Regions from separate parts of the Oryctolagus cuniculus genome. Here region 1 is linked to region 2. Evidence: chromatin contacts called from public Hi-C data. All regions are on one chromosome and are shown on one strand. The core of a region is the stretch at or near the end of the contact, and the rest is flanking DNA. Distances in the headings are between cores, read along the strand shown. Region 1 overlaps NR2F2 (nuclear receptor subfamily 2 group F member 2). Region 2 has its middle 1.0 Mb from the start of MCTP2.

Region 1 (6,457 bases), core at 2,327-4,826, 1.1 Mb after region 2:
TCAAAGACTGAAGAAAAATGAGTCGCCCTCTTCGGGGAGAATCTGAGGCTGGGTCGTGGACGCCATTGCTCGGTGCTGGGCCAGGTTGTTGCCCCCCACCCCGCCCCCCAGCCACCACCACCACCACACTGTATAATTATGAGCCAAACTATTATTTACAGAGGAGGAGGAGGGGAGGAGCACCGCGGGTTGGGCTTTATCTGTTTTGTCTGTTTACTGAGTTGGCCCAGAAAGACCCAGTGCACTTTTGCTTGGGCCTCTGAGTGACGCAGCCTGAGGACTAGGGCAGGGAAAACCTGTAGCACCGGGAGCAAAGACGGCCGGACCATCCCGTGCCCGTTCTCACTGCCCCAAACCACCAGCTCCAGCAGCACCAGGTCTCAGTGCACAGGCACTTGCGCCTGCTCCGGTTGGGGCAGTTTGACAGAGCACTGTGCACACACCTCATGTGACCCATTTCAAACCTCTTAATCTGATGACTGAATTCTTCCTCTTCTTCTTCTTCTGTTTCTTTTTTTTTTTTTTTTAAACTTTCTTCCAGATGCCTGTGGTCTCTCTGATGTAGCCCATGTGGAAAGCTTGCAGGAAAAGTCCCAATGTGCTTTGGAAGAATACGTTAGGAGCCAGTACCCCAACCAGCCAACGCGGTTCGGGAAGCTTTTGCTCCGGCTCCCTTCCCTCCGCACCGTCTCTTCCTCAGTCATAGAGCAATTGTTTTTCGTCCGTTTGGTAGGTAAAACCCCCATCGAAACCCTCATCCGGGATATGTTACTGTCCGGCAGCAGTTTTAACTGGCCCTACATGGCAATTCAATAAATAAATAAATCAAAATCAGAAGGGGGAGTGAAACAGAGAAAGAAAAGGCAAAAGACTGGTTTGTTTGCTTAATTTCCTTCTGTTAAGAAAGGATATAAAAGGATGTTACAAGTTTGCTAAAAGAAGAGAGGGGAAGAATTTAATGGACTGTGAATTTCAAAAAAAAAAAGACTGTCAAATGAACTTTTACAGAATGCATTAAAAAAAAAACTCCTGTGTCGGTCAGAACAACTTGCTACTTATCATTTTTGTATAAAAAGGAAATTAGTCTTTTTCTTTTTTTGGTAAATTTTTGAAAAATATTGCTAAAAGTGCATTTAAGGAGATTGAGAGAAAATTAGCAGAATGGAGAAAGTAAGTCTTTTTTTTTTCCAAATTATTAATTGTCCTGTGTCTATGTACCTCTAGCTGTTCTTTTTTTGTACTTTTCTGGTTCCAAACCAGTTTATTCTGTGGTTCTATAATAAGTTTTGATATAATCTTGGCTTCTTAAAAACTGTGTATCATTAAAGTATATGTTCTGCAAGAATTAAAACTGAGTCCATGAAAATATCATAGGAAGACATAAAACTTTTGAAAGGCAACTCAGAGATGATGGAAACGCACTTACAAGTGGTGACCAAAAATGTTAGGTGAAGTTGAGCACTCTTAATTAGAGAACGGGAGGAACCACAAACAACACTTAACTGCCCCCAGCCCCTCCCCCCAAAGACATGATGACAAACCTAGCTTTTTAAAAATATTTTAAGAAAGAGAATGAACTGTGGAATTTATTGGCAGCCAAGGAATGTGTCCAAGACACATGCTGAGGTTTTGAATAAAAACTGAACTTTTGTAATTTGAATTGGGTCCCTGCTTAGTTCTTGAATTGTTATGAAAATCCTATATCTGTTTGTATATTTGCAAACCCTTTGTATTATAATTGTTGATATTTTCCCTTTTTAAAAAAATACCATTGAAATCAGCATGACAAAATAACACTGTTGGCACTTATAGGTAACGTGATTGATTCAGTATCTTAGAGTTTACAGTTTGTGTTTTAAAAAAAACTGAAGGTTTTTTTTTTAAGTGCAACATTTCTGTATACTGTAAAAGTTATAATAACTGAACTGTTTGGTCGAGTCTTTGTGTGTTATATTCCAAGGAAAATTGAAAGTATTCAGAAATTAAAATATTATTTGATATCTGAAACCTGTTTGGCTGTCCCCAGTCACTGTTTTGCTTCGCTAAGAGCCCCTTTAAAGCTCTCTCTGAGCTGGGCCGGGGGTCTCCATTTGTTTACTCCCGTCAGACAGTTTGTTCAAAGGTGGACTAGTGTATTTGCCTGTTTAATTTGGGTGTGTGTGGGGGGGAGAAGCTGAAGTTAATGGTTTATCTATGGTTTAGGAAGTGGCATACTGATATAGTAAACCACCCCAATTCACCTAATCCTCCTTTTAATTAAAAATGGATTTTCCAGGAGAAAAAAAAAGGGGGCCCTTATATTTGTCACACTTAAGTGCCTGTTTAGGGAAGGTATTGTGAAAAGTATTAGAAATCTTGAGATCAGTATCTATTTTATGATCAGAAAAAATACCCTTTTGTACATTTCTGACAGTCATGCAGAAGATCAGTCAAGCAAGTTAATCACAGCCTTGTAAGTAGAGGACAGTTGTTTGCAATGAGGTGTATTCCTTAAGAAGGTGCGATTTTTAAAAATACTCTGTGGTTCTCATCCAGTGTGGTTGTTGAGAGGATCTCACGTTCAGTGATGGAGCGCTGAAGGGTCTGTTTTTCATGGATCTGTGATAACTTGGGCCTGCCTCTCCCCTCCCCCTCTACCTCCACTCTGTAAGAGCCAGAGCACAGGTCTAGGGAATCTTTTCCATGGGAGTTATGTACATAAAAACACTTCGACATTTGGACATTTCAGATTGTGTGGATACAATCTGTGCTGGTCTTGGGATCCTTTGTCCTTAAGAAGCCTAATTAAGAAAAAGCAGAGGAGGAAGGAAGGGGAGAGAGGGAGAGAGAGGAATGAAGGAAGGAAACTTTGCAGGCTGTGGTGATTTGGAAGTAGTAACTCTCTGTTTCAGTCTTCATTGGTGCCCCCACCCCACCCCCTCCCCCCTGCTACTTCGTTCTCAGTGCTGGGAGCTTGCAATTTTGCTCTTCTTCAAAATAGGTTTTCCAGGCTGCCCCCTCCAAACCCTTCACCGTGTTGTGGTTTAGCTCTCGGAGGGGGAGGTGGAAGAAAGGGGGATCATTTTACAAAGTGTGTTATGAACTTTGGTACTCACTGGGAGTCAGGACGCGGAGAACCGAGAACTCCGACTTGGGCGCCCGAGCAGGCCGGGCTCCGGCGGACCCTCAGCTCCGCTCCGTAGCCAGAGCTGCCTTAGCCTGAGTGCTCGCGGCGCAGCGCCGCTGACCTGTGGGTCGAGGTTTTGTCGGCGGTTGTTTATTTTCTCCTCTTGCGAGTGCTATCCATGAGTGTGAAGTTGCTCCACTGAGTAAAACACAGGCCCTTTTCCTTGTTTGTTTTGTGTTCGTTTATTGTAAACAGCCATTTGTTGTAAATTATTATTGGCATTAAATTATAATTTATGATGTTCAAAGCAAAAGACAGTCCCTGTTTTATTATGCTCGAAGCATGTGTTCCAGGCGTTGGAGCTCGCTCCTCTGTGTGCCGCTAAGTTTCAGCCAGGACCTGGGGGTCTGCAGGCAGGAGCAAAATAGGACTCAGCCTTCTCGAAACGGTTAAAACAAAACCCCTTGTATATGTTTAGAGTGACTGGAGGAGGATCTGTTTAGAGTCTTGAGTTCGGTTTAAGTTTATTGCATTTAAAGAAAGTTTTTCTTTTCACGCTGAGTTAGAACAAAAGATCTTTGCTGCGACTGAATTGGACAAAAGGCGAGGGCTGGGACCCAGTGAGTGCGTTCTGTGTGAAATTGACGAGATCTTTAAAAAAAAAAAAAGCTGCTAAACATGGCGACTCTTTCCCTTTAAGTGTCTCTTTTTCCTTGCTGGTTTTTTTTTTTTTTTTCCTCTCTCCATCTGATCTGAGCTCGCTTTATTTCTTTTCCCAGCCCCGCTCCCCTCCTCCCCTTGGCGCTCGGGGGTGTGTGCGAGCCGGGTGAGACGCGGAAGGCAACAATAGTGGGAGCAGGGCGAGGGGCGGCCGCTGCCCGGGCCACTTCGACTCAGCCCCAGGCCGGCGCCCGCTCGCGCGCCTCGCAGCGCAGCCCGCGCCGGGGGCTGGGGGCCGCGGGCCGGGGCCGGGGCGCCCGTGCGGGAAGCGCCCGCCGCCGTGCAGCGGGAGCCGGCTTGCGCCTGCGGGGAGTGCGGGGCGCCGGGCGCGCGGAGCCGCGGCTCCGGGCGGCGCGGGCGGCGCGGGCGGCGGGGGCGGGGGCTGGCCGCGGGGCTGAGCGTGAGAAGCGGCCTCGGAGCTCGCGGTGGACTCGGTGCTGTGAGCGCAGCCAACATGGCGTCTCCCATTGCACGGCGAGCGCCGGCTGCCAGGCACGGCAAGGGCCGGGTAATGGGAAACACATTGTGGTGACCAAAAGGACAAAAAAAAAAAAAAGGTGTGGGGGGTGCAGGCGGGGGGCGGGGGCCGCTGAAGGCCGCTGCGTCCGCAGGCAGAAAACCCTGCACTCCTCTGGCGGGCCAGGGAGCGCGGCCCTGGGTGACTACGTAATTAAAGTAGCCCGGGTCGTAGGGGAAACGCTGGCACCTCGGACCCTGCCCCCAGCCCCTCCCCAGCTTGGCTTCCGTGGAGTTGATTCCGTGTCTCCTCTCCCCCCGCTCCCCCCCCCCCAAGAAACCAGGGAGAGGACTAAAAGTCGGCCTCTGCCCAAGATCCTAAGTGTTGGCGAGCTGTAGGGGGAGGGGAGAAGCCGGTATTTACAGACCCCGGCCCGTGGCCGAGCGCATCCACGCAGGGGCTGCGCCCGGGTTTTGCGCGGGCCGGAGCCAAGCTGCGGAGGGGGCGGACCGCGAACCCCGCCGGACGTGGGCAGGACTTGCTGGCGCGAGTTGCCGAGGAGGAGCGACGGCTAAGGGCTGGGGGCTCGGGGCTCGGGGCGAGCGCCGGCCGCGGGCCGGTTCCGGGCGGGTGGTCGCAGGCCCTGGAACCGTGCGGAGCCGTCGTGGACTGCGCCCCTAGCAGGAGCGCGTGTGCAGCGGAGGAGAGCGGGCGAGGGCGCCGGGGGACGGGCCTGGCCTCCCGGAGAGGGTCTTCTGAGGGCCTCTGCAGGACAGTCGCTGGGGACCGGCCCTCGGCCGACCCGGGTTGGCTGGACTCACCCTATGTGTCCAGTTCCAGCCCCGGCCTGGAGACCCGGGGAGGGGAGCGAGGTGCTCTCTGAATTCCAGGCCTTGTCGAGATTTATTGAAGTTAGGTTGAAAAAACGTGCTTCAGATGATTTTTCCCATTTTCTCAGATTTCAAAGGCTCCCTGCAGTGCGGCTGCCTAATTAATGGTGAAATTCAACTAAATCTAATTATGCAGTAATTTTAAAGCAGTTAGTGCTGGGCGTTGGTTTGTAATAGGACCCCAGTTTTTTAAAGTTTGCTTACTGTGTTGGTTTAGGGGAAAGCAATCTTTGTGCGCACCTAGAGATGGGCACGGAGTTGTCCACCAGAGTTGCCCCCTGCCTCACCTCCACCTCCGTCTCCAATTCTAGCTGGTTGCTCTCCTCTCTTTTTTGTCTCTCAGCTGAGCGAGTTGCTCGCCCAACAAGGAGACCCCTGATTATTTCGAAGAGAAGGGGGCATCCTTCATACGGAGACACAAAGGGCTTGGTGTCAGCCCTCCTGGACACATCTGTACCTGACCTAAAAGACGGGGAGCGGACTCTCCTCTCCTCTAATAGAGAACAGATTTCCTCCCTTTAACATCCATTGTCATTAAGACCCAAAGCTGACTCTTGGAGTTATAAATCTTATCGTCCTTCTGATAACACACTTGTAATAAGTTAGCGTCCTATTCAAACTGAATTGTAAAACTGCCTCATTTAATATGGCATCTGTGTCATTAAAACTTTTATTTTTTTCTACACCCCCTTCTGCCCCCACCTCCCAGTCTTGGGGGTGCTCAGAGGCCTCTGCCTTCCAGGCCTCTGGGGTATGGGGGGTGGGAAGAAAGGTGTGAGTGATAGGCCGCCTACACTCAGCCACTGGACTGTAGAGTGGGGTGAGAGACGTGAGGCAGAGACCTGGGTGGGGGGTGATGTCCCCTTTCCCATCACCCCCCCCCCCAGCCACCCCCTTGAAATGAGGTTCCTTGCAAGAAACATGCTTGTGATTAGCTAAGCAAACACATCTGCTTTCGGAGTTGGGCCTGCGTTAATTAGCCGAACAAAGGGTCGTTTTGCTTTTTACCTTTTGCTGGGGGAGAGTGTGTTATTTCAGGAGTGTCGCGGGCCCTTCTCTTTTCAATTGCAGCCACGACGTTAATTTTATTGGGATTACTGATGGGAAATGAGGTGGCGCAGGCTTCCGAGAGGAAAAGCTTGATCATTACCCCCTTTGGAACTATATTTTTCCACCCAGCCTCCTGCTCGCGAGGAGGGGTGGGGGGCGAACTGCACAGCAAGTTGGGAGCAATTGGAATCAGACTCGCCGTGCGCTGATCTCGGCTGACAGAGCGTGTGTTGA
Region 2 (6,166 bases), core at 2,265-4,764:
GTTTCCAGGGTGTCTGGACAGAATGAGCAGTCGTTGTCTAGACAGACTTCTGCTTTGCTGGCTTGCCCCTTTCCTGCTTGTGGGCCTGAAGACAGCAGGCTTTAGTAGGGGCCTTCTTATCAGTGCCTGCTATTGTTTTGGCTCCTTGCACTCCAGGTCTAAGATCTACAGGCAAAGCAACAGCTCAGGAAACACCTTGGTGATTTTCCTCAAGCCCTGGGATCCCTAGGAAGTCTGTCTTCTCGCCACATTTCAGTTTTATGTGTGTATTGTGTCATTTTCCAGATCTTCACCTGTACCTGGGAGAATAGAAATAGAAATAGAAAAAATATGTATATTCAATCATTAGGAGGATTTTTAAAAAACATTGAAGGCCGGTGCCGCGGCTCACTACGCTAATCCTCTGCCTTGCGGCACTGGCACACTGGGTTCTAGTCCCGGTCGGGGTGCCGGATTCTGTCCCGGTTGCCCCTCTTCCAGGCCAGCTCTCTGCTGTGGCCCGGGAGTGCAGTGGAGGATGGCCCAAGTCCTTGGGCCCTGCACCCCATGGGAGACCAGAATAAGTACCTGGCTCCTGCCATCGGATCAGCGCGGTGAGCCAGCTGCAGCGCACCAGCCGCAGCGGCCATTGGAGGGTGAACCAACGGCAAAGGAAGACGTTTCTCTCTGTCTCTCTCCCTCACTGTCCACTCTGCCTGTCAAAAAAAAAAAAAAAAAAAAAAAAAAAAACATTGAAATAGAATTATCAATCATAATAATATTTAGAGAGAAAATAACCTGAGTATCTTATTGCCACCATTTATCTTTAGGAAAAAAATTCTTTTTGCCAATACGAAGGCTTGAACTTAATCAATATTTTCAACTAATGTATTAGTTATGGCAAACCCAAAAATTCAGGTCAACCCCCAGAAAGGCTACTCATTGAGCCTTATTGTCATCGTCACTGAGCCTGGAGCTGTGCACAGCGAGTCTGGGAGCTCCTTTAAGCGTTAACTTCCCTCTTCAGGTGACTGCACAGCTACACTTGTACCAAAGCTGCTGAGACTCATTTACATTATTTTAGCTCTATTCTGCTACCACAGAAAGGATGCTTATTTTAAGCACCAAAATAACAGCATCAGTGAAGAGATGGGCTCTGCCTCTCAGAGTGCTCCTGAGGATCATTCCAAGCGTAAAACTCAATCTTTTAGTTATTGATACTGTTTATTTCCCCAAGCTTAAATGCTTTCTGCCAGTGCAGAGTGGAGGAAGGATATACTGCAGATTGAATGCAGAATGTTTTAAAGTGAGTGATAGTGAAAAGGTCAGTTAACTAATGGGTTGGTATGTTGTGATGGCATGAAGGAATTATTTTAAATGATTTTCCACAGTAAATTTTCCAGATGTTTTGGCCATGGGCCAAGATAATTATTATCGCTAATCCACTGGCTAGCGTGTAGTTGATGAGCTAATTCACAGAGTTGGGAATCAGAACTTCATGTTGGGTTTTTGGTAAGTCATGTGTATTGTGTTTAAATAAGACATGCGTGTGTCCTCGCTGACCCAGACCAACAATGTGATGATTTTACATCATCAGAAATTAAATCTAAGAAGGAAAGATGCCATGTATGTTGTTTACATTTTCCCCTAAAGCAATCTATACTCATGACAGAAATTCAGAACTTCCGTCCTTTGGAAGTTTTCAGTGGAAACATTTAAAGTTCAATGCCCATTTTAAGTGGAAAGCATGGCTATATATCCCTCTCTTGAAATTAAAAATAGAGCTACAGGTTTTTCTTTAAACATTAAGAATATTCTTATTTTCAATGACCAAGAAATGGGAAAAGAATTGGCATTTGTGCTGTTGCTATTTCTAAGTATGAGAGTGCTGCTTAGGGTGCACTTGACATGCACATACTTTAGGAGACTGTATGTGATAAAATGCATCAATCGCACTCTATAAGACTTCTGGTTTTGTTTCAAACAGAAAGAGTAAAAATAAGTGTGGCGTTTCAAGCCTACTCAGGTAGCATAGAGAAAAAGTCTAGACATCGAGAAAGCAACCCTAAGGGGCCTAGGAGTTTTTTCGGGATACAGTCTGGTACTTACCTTCTCAGACATCACACACCCAATTCCTCTTTCACAGATCTTACTGACAAGAGGGGTATTACGGTGTTGCTGACATCAATGACCTGGCGTCGTTGAATTATTCCTTGCTTCGGTTTACAGAGGAATAAACTGGTAATTAATTATATATCAGAACATGAGAATCGACCTGGCAGTAACGTACAGGCTAAGAACGTTCTATTTACATATGTAGGTTATTTAAAATACGTCTTGTTAAATAAATATTTAAAATACCTCCTTATTTAGCTTATAAACTGTTTGGACTGAGGCTGCAGTGCGACTCTCATTGCAGAACGTTGGTGAGAGGGAGCCAGTGGCCACCGATCTGTGTCTCTGCCCGACCTGCACAATCGCCCCACACACGAAGGGCCCACAGAAGACCTCTTGGATGAAAACCACAAGCAACCATCCAACTCAGCACAGAGCTGTGTAGTGAAGGTCTGAATCTGTCCTCAGAAAACTTCTCTTTATCTTGAGGACAGGTACGGAGAGCAAAGGACCAAGGTATGAACTGACCTCCATCAACATGGCCACCTCAAAGAGGGGAGCTGGGAGTAGACAGGAAGAGAGGGAAACACATGGCTTCACAATACAACGTTCTCACTTCTGTCGGTCATTGTCTCCCTGTGCATGTCCAGAATTACTTTTAAAGGCTCATACAGTAAAATTCAGAATTCCATGGCTCTCTCAGAGCAATAAGGAGAACATGTGAGAACGCGGGGGGCAAACTCCTTGTCATTTGCAGGAAGGCTACAATCAAAATCAGCCAGGGGTGAAACCAGACGTCCGATGGATTTTAGTGGTGCCTGGTAGAGAGCTGTTTTTCTGGAGGCCCTGTCTCTAGCAAAACTCTCCTGCTCCCTGGAGAGCCGCTTGGTGCCCAAACACGGCGACTGCTGATCCACCAGGGGGAGCAGTACACCAGCACAAAACAAACCTTCCCCAAAGGAAGTCGCGCCAGGCGCCTCTTCCTCTCAATTTACACAGCTGACAGCGACCCTGATTTTTATCACTTCCACGAGTCGTGGCACTCACAAACCTCACACTGGTTTCTCATGCCTAACCTCACGCCGCGGGCGATGCAGTGTTCAGTCCCAGACACACAGGTATTTTTGCAGGATTTGAAAATCAGTCCTTGGACTTTATAGAAATCCCTTGTTTTATTCTAGAAAATCATTTAGTCTTTATGTGTACATAAGCTTTTAGGGACAAAACCGATAGCTTTGTGCGACTGCTTGTTCCAGTGCAGGCGCTGAATTCAGTAGCTGATCTTCGGGGTGTGTGAGAGAGACTCTCAGGGCTTGGAGCCAGGCCCCTACCTCAGCTTGCGGCTTCCACAGCTTCTTTCTTCAGCAAGCCCCTCATCTTTCCTCTGCCCAGAGCTCTGAGGCTGGGAAGGAAAACAGCTGTCAGAGAAAGGCCTGTGAGGGAGATAAGCCCTTTGTGTTCAAGCTCAGACTTCAGGCAGAGCCGTCCAAACAAAACAGCCGTGGACCTCAGCAGACCCTGGGTATGGACAGAGAACCCCAAACTTGCCGGGGGACACAAGGCAGCCAGAAAAGTAGACTAGTCCTGGAGTGTTCTGTGAAATGTTGCACAATGTGCTGGGGGAATTTGTCTAGGAGAGCCAGGTTTTATTCTGATAGAGGTCAGTTTTCTTTGTTCCTCCACCCTAAACCTCTGCCCTCGCATGTCAGCTTACTGCTCTGCGAGTCCCTGTTGCTTCAGGAGTGGAGCCTAGGCGGGCGGCTTCAGCATCATCTGGGAGCCTGTTAGAAGGGGAGCCCTGCAGGCCCTGTCCTGGACCCCTTGGGCCCGAATATGACTTTTAACTAAACTCCCAGGACCCTATTCTCCAGACAGGTCTGCTTCTACCAGGAGGCAGACAAGAAGCATCAAGTAAGATGTGGAGCGGTCAGAGTTATTCGCGTCCTTACGGAACATGCAGCATGAAACCAGGGAGTTCAGTCTTTGAAGGAGAATGAATTCCTTCTGGAACTTTCCAGCTCTCTGTTGTCTCATCTGTATCCCACAAGTATGAACTCCGTTGCAAAGATTAAATAACTGACACTCAGAGGATTCAGTTGACATTTCTTTCTCTTCTGAATTGAGTTTCCAATATATGAATATTAACCAGAGGTTTGGCTATTAACATTTTTTCCTGCAACTGGACGATTATTCTTTCTCCTGCTAATTTTTTTTTGTTTGTTTTATTAAGTCTGAATAAACCATGAAGAACAAAATCATGATTCTCAAGTCATCTTATGTATTGACTTACTAGTTGCTTTGTTGAACGGCTTGGGAGAGAAGAAAGTTGAAAGAGCTAAAATCAACATTTGGGATTTTTTAAAAATGAAATTCCAAGTCCAAGTTTTATCAAGACTGTAGAGGAAAAACAGAAATTAACCCACTAAAAAGTACCTAAAAATGAGTGTGTGTTGGGGAGGGGGGCACAAACCAAATTCCAGCCAATGCATCTGTTAATACTGTTGTCTGAACCTTGTCCCTGCGGGATGAAGTTAGTGACAGGTATTTGTATGGTCGTATTATGGCACGTTGACTGCATTTCCTGGAAGAATGGGGCCACAGTAGCCATATCCTACACTACTCGGTTTCCTTCTGGCCTTTGTATAATCTTTTTGCAAATGTTGTACTGTGATATTCTCAATTTTGGCATAAAGTGTTAGAAGGTAAAACTAACTTGGACATCAACTACTTAGTCACAAAGTTGGATGTAATTCCTTCTGAAGTACATCAGTTGTGGAGGACTTCCAACAAGGGGCTTGTTTTGTGACAGGGTGGAAGTCCAGCCTGTCAGGCAAAGGGAAGGCTGGTCTCAGTCTTTCATTCTGGTTCTGCCCAGGCAAGAATAAGACATCCAAAGCCTACAAAAAAAATCCAAGGAACTTCTCAGTGAAGTTCTCAGGTGCAGCTGGAGGGGGAGGGTAAAGGCAGTGCTGACACTGAACGGTTCCCAGGGGAGCTTGACTTCTGGAGGGAGCTTCTGTCAGGAGACAGCTTGGCTCAAGGTCTCCTTTCCTGCCCTTCCAGATGGCCTTCCTCACACTACTTTCCCCTCTGGGGTCTCCCATTCCATTTTCAAAGGAAATTGCCACATTCCAAAGCATGAACTGAAGGGAAGTAGTCACTCATCATTCCAGACCCATGTCAAAGGGACCCATCCGTTGGATAAAATATAAGCAACTTGGTTATTTACTCCCCCTTCCTAAAGCAACTTCATTGTTTCATTGTGCGGTCTAGATGATTTTGTTAGAATTCACTTTATGTCCCAGAACATTGCATTTGATCTGTCTGAAACTCCAAATACAGTGCAGTGCCCTCTCCTCCCTGCCCCCCAAATTCATATTAGCAGCTTCTTTTGGGACCCAGCCATGGGAATACAAAATTGTCACAAGAATGTCTGATTTATTAGTGTTTCATCTTTGATAGAAATGAAGGTCATAGGCAGAGAGAGGGAGATGGTTCTTATCCTATTTCAGACTCCTTGTCAACTACAAAAAGGATGAGAGTCTCAGACCTGCCCAGTCTAACCTGGCTCTGCTTCGATGGGCAGCCAGTAAAAGTGAGTAGGCTGTTTTCAGGATACTCTCAATGATTTGATGCAAGAATTCTTTGAAATGGAAGGCTTTTGCTCTTAAGAACACAGATATTCCAGTTCCTCTCAGGTTTCTTATTTTTCACAACCAAAATCAAGGGAGAAAAACTTCTTGTCTCTGTTGTCAAGCATTAATATACAAGCTGAATAATTAGTATGAGTTATCGCTGGTCTTGTTCTAAGCCATGTAGCCACATTCACAAATATCAAAGTACTTTGCAAGATGAAAACAACCTCAGACATGTAGGAGTGAATTACTGCCAACATCTAGGAGGAAAATAAAATGTCTTTCATTCCATCTCTGGACAAATTTCTTTGGAACAGGACTTTTACTGGAATGGAGTAAAAATATGAAAGTTTGAATATAGTCCATAAATGTTTTTAATTGGTGTCCTTTGGGTCTTCTAAAAATAAAAAGAAGAATAAAATATTTAGATGGCTTTG

What was found. Hi-C and Micro-C count contacts between places; a contact is called where the count stands out from the background.
Region 1: a Hi-C map of embryonic fibroblasts shows a contact between it and region 2, with 5 times the contacts expected there. The contact joins two enhancer-like sites. A contact is called at or near these places in 3 of 6 Hi-C or Micro-C datasets (embryonic fibroblasts, skin fibroblasts and an unstated tissue).

The regions. Positions count from the first base shown.
Region 1 is chr12:6,362,930-6,369,386 of mOryCun1.1, forward strand. It overlaps NR2F2 (nuclear receptor subfamily 2 group F member 2), which reads left to right. Exons shown (of 3, transcript XM_070053313.1): 3 at 542-2,007. The coding sequence ends at 816. Among named protein-coding and RNA genes, the nearest start is that of NR2F2, 15 kb to the left of the region's middle. Within about 2 kb of position 3,577, at least 3 of the 8 cell types and tissues checked have an H3K27ac peak or open chromatin away from gene starts, as enhancers often do.
Region 2 is chr12:5,232,772-5,238,937 of mOryCun1.1, forward strand. No RefSeq gene overlaps it. Among named protein-coding and RNA genes, the nearest start is that of MCTP2, 1.0 Mb to the left of the region's middle. Within about 2 kb of position 3,515, at least 2 of the 8 cell types and tissues checked have an H3K27ac peak or open chromatin away from gene starts, as enhancers often do.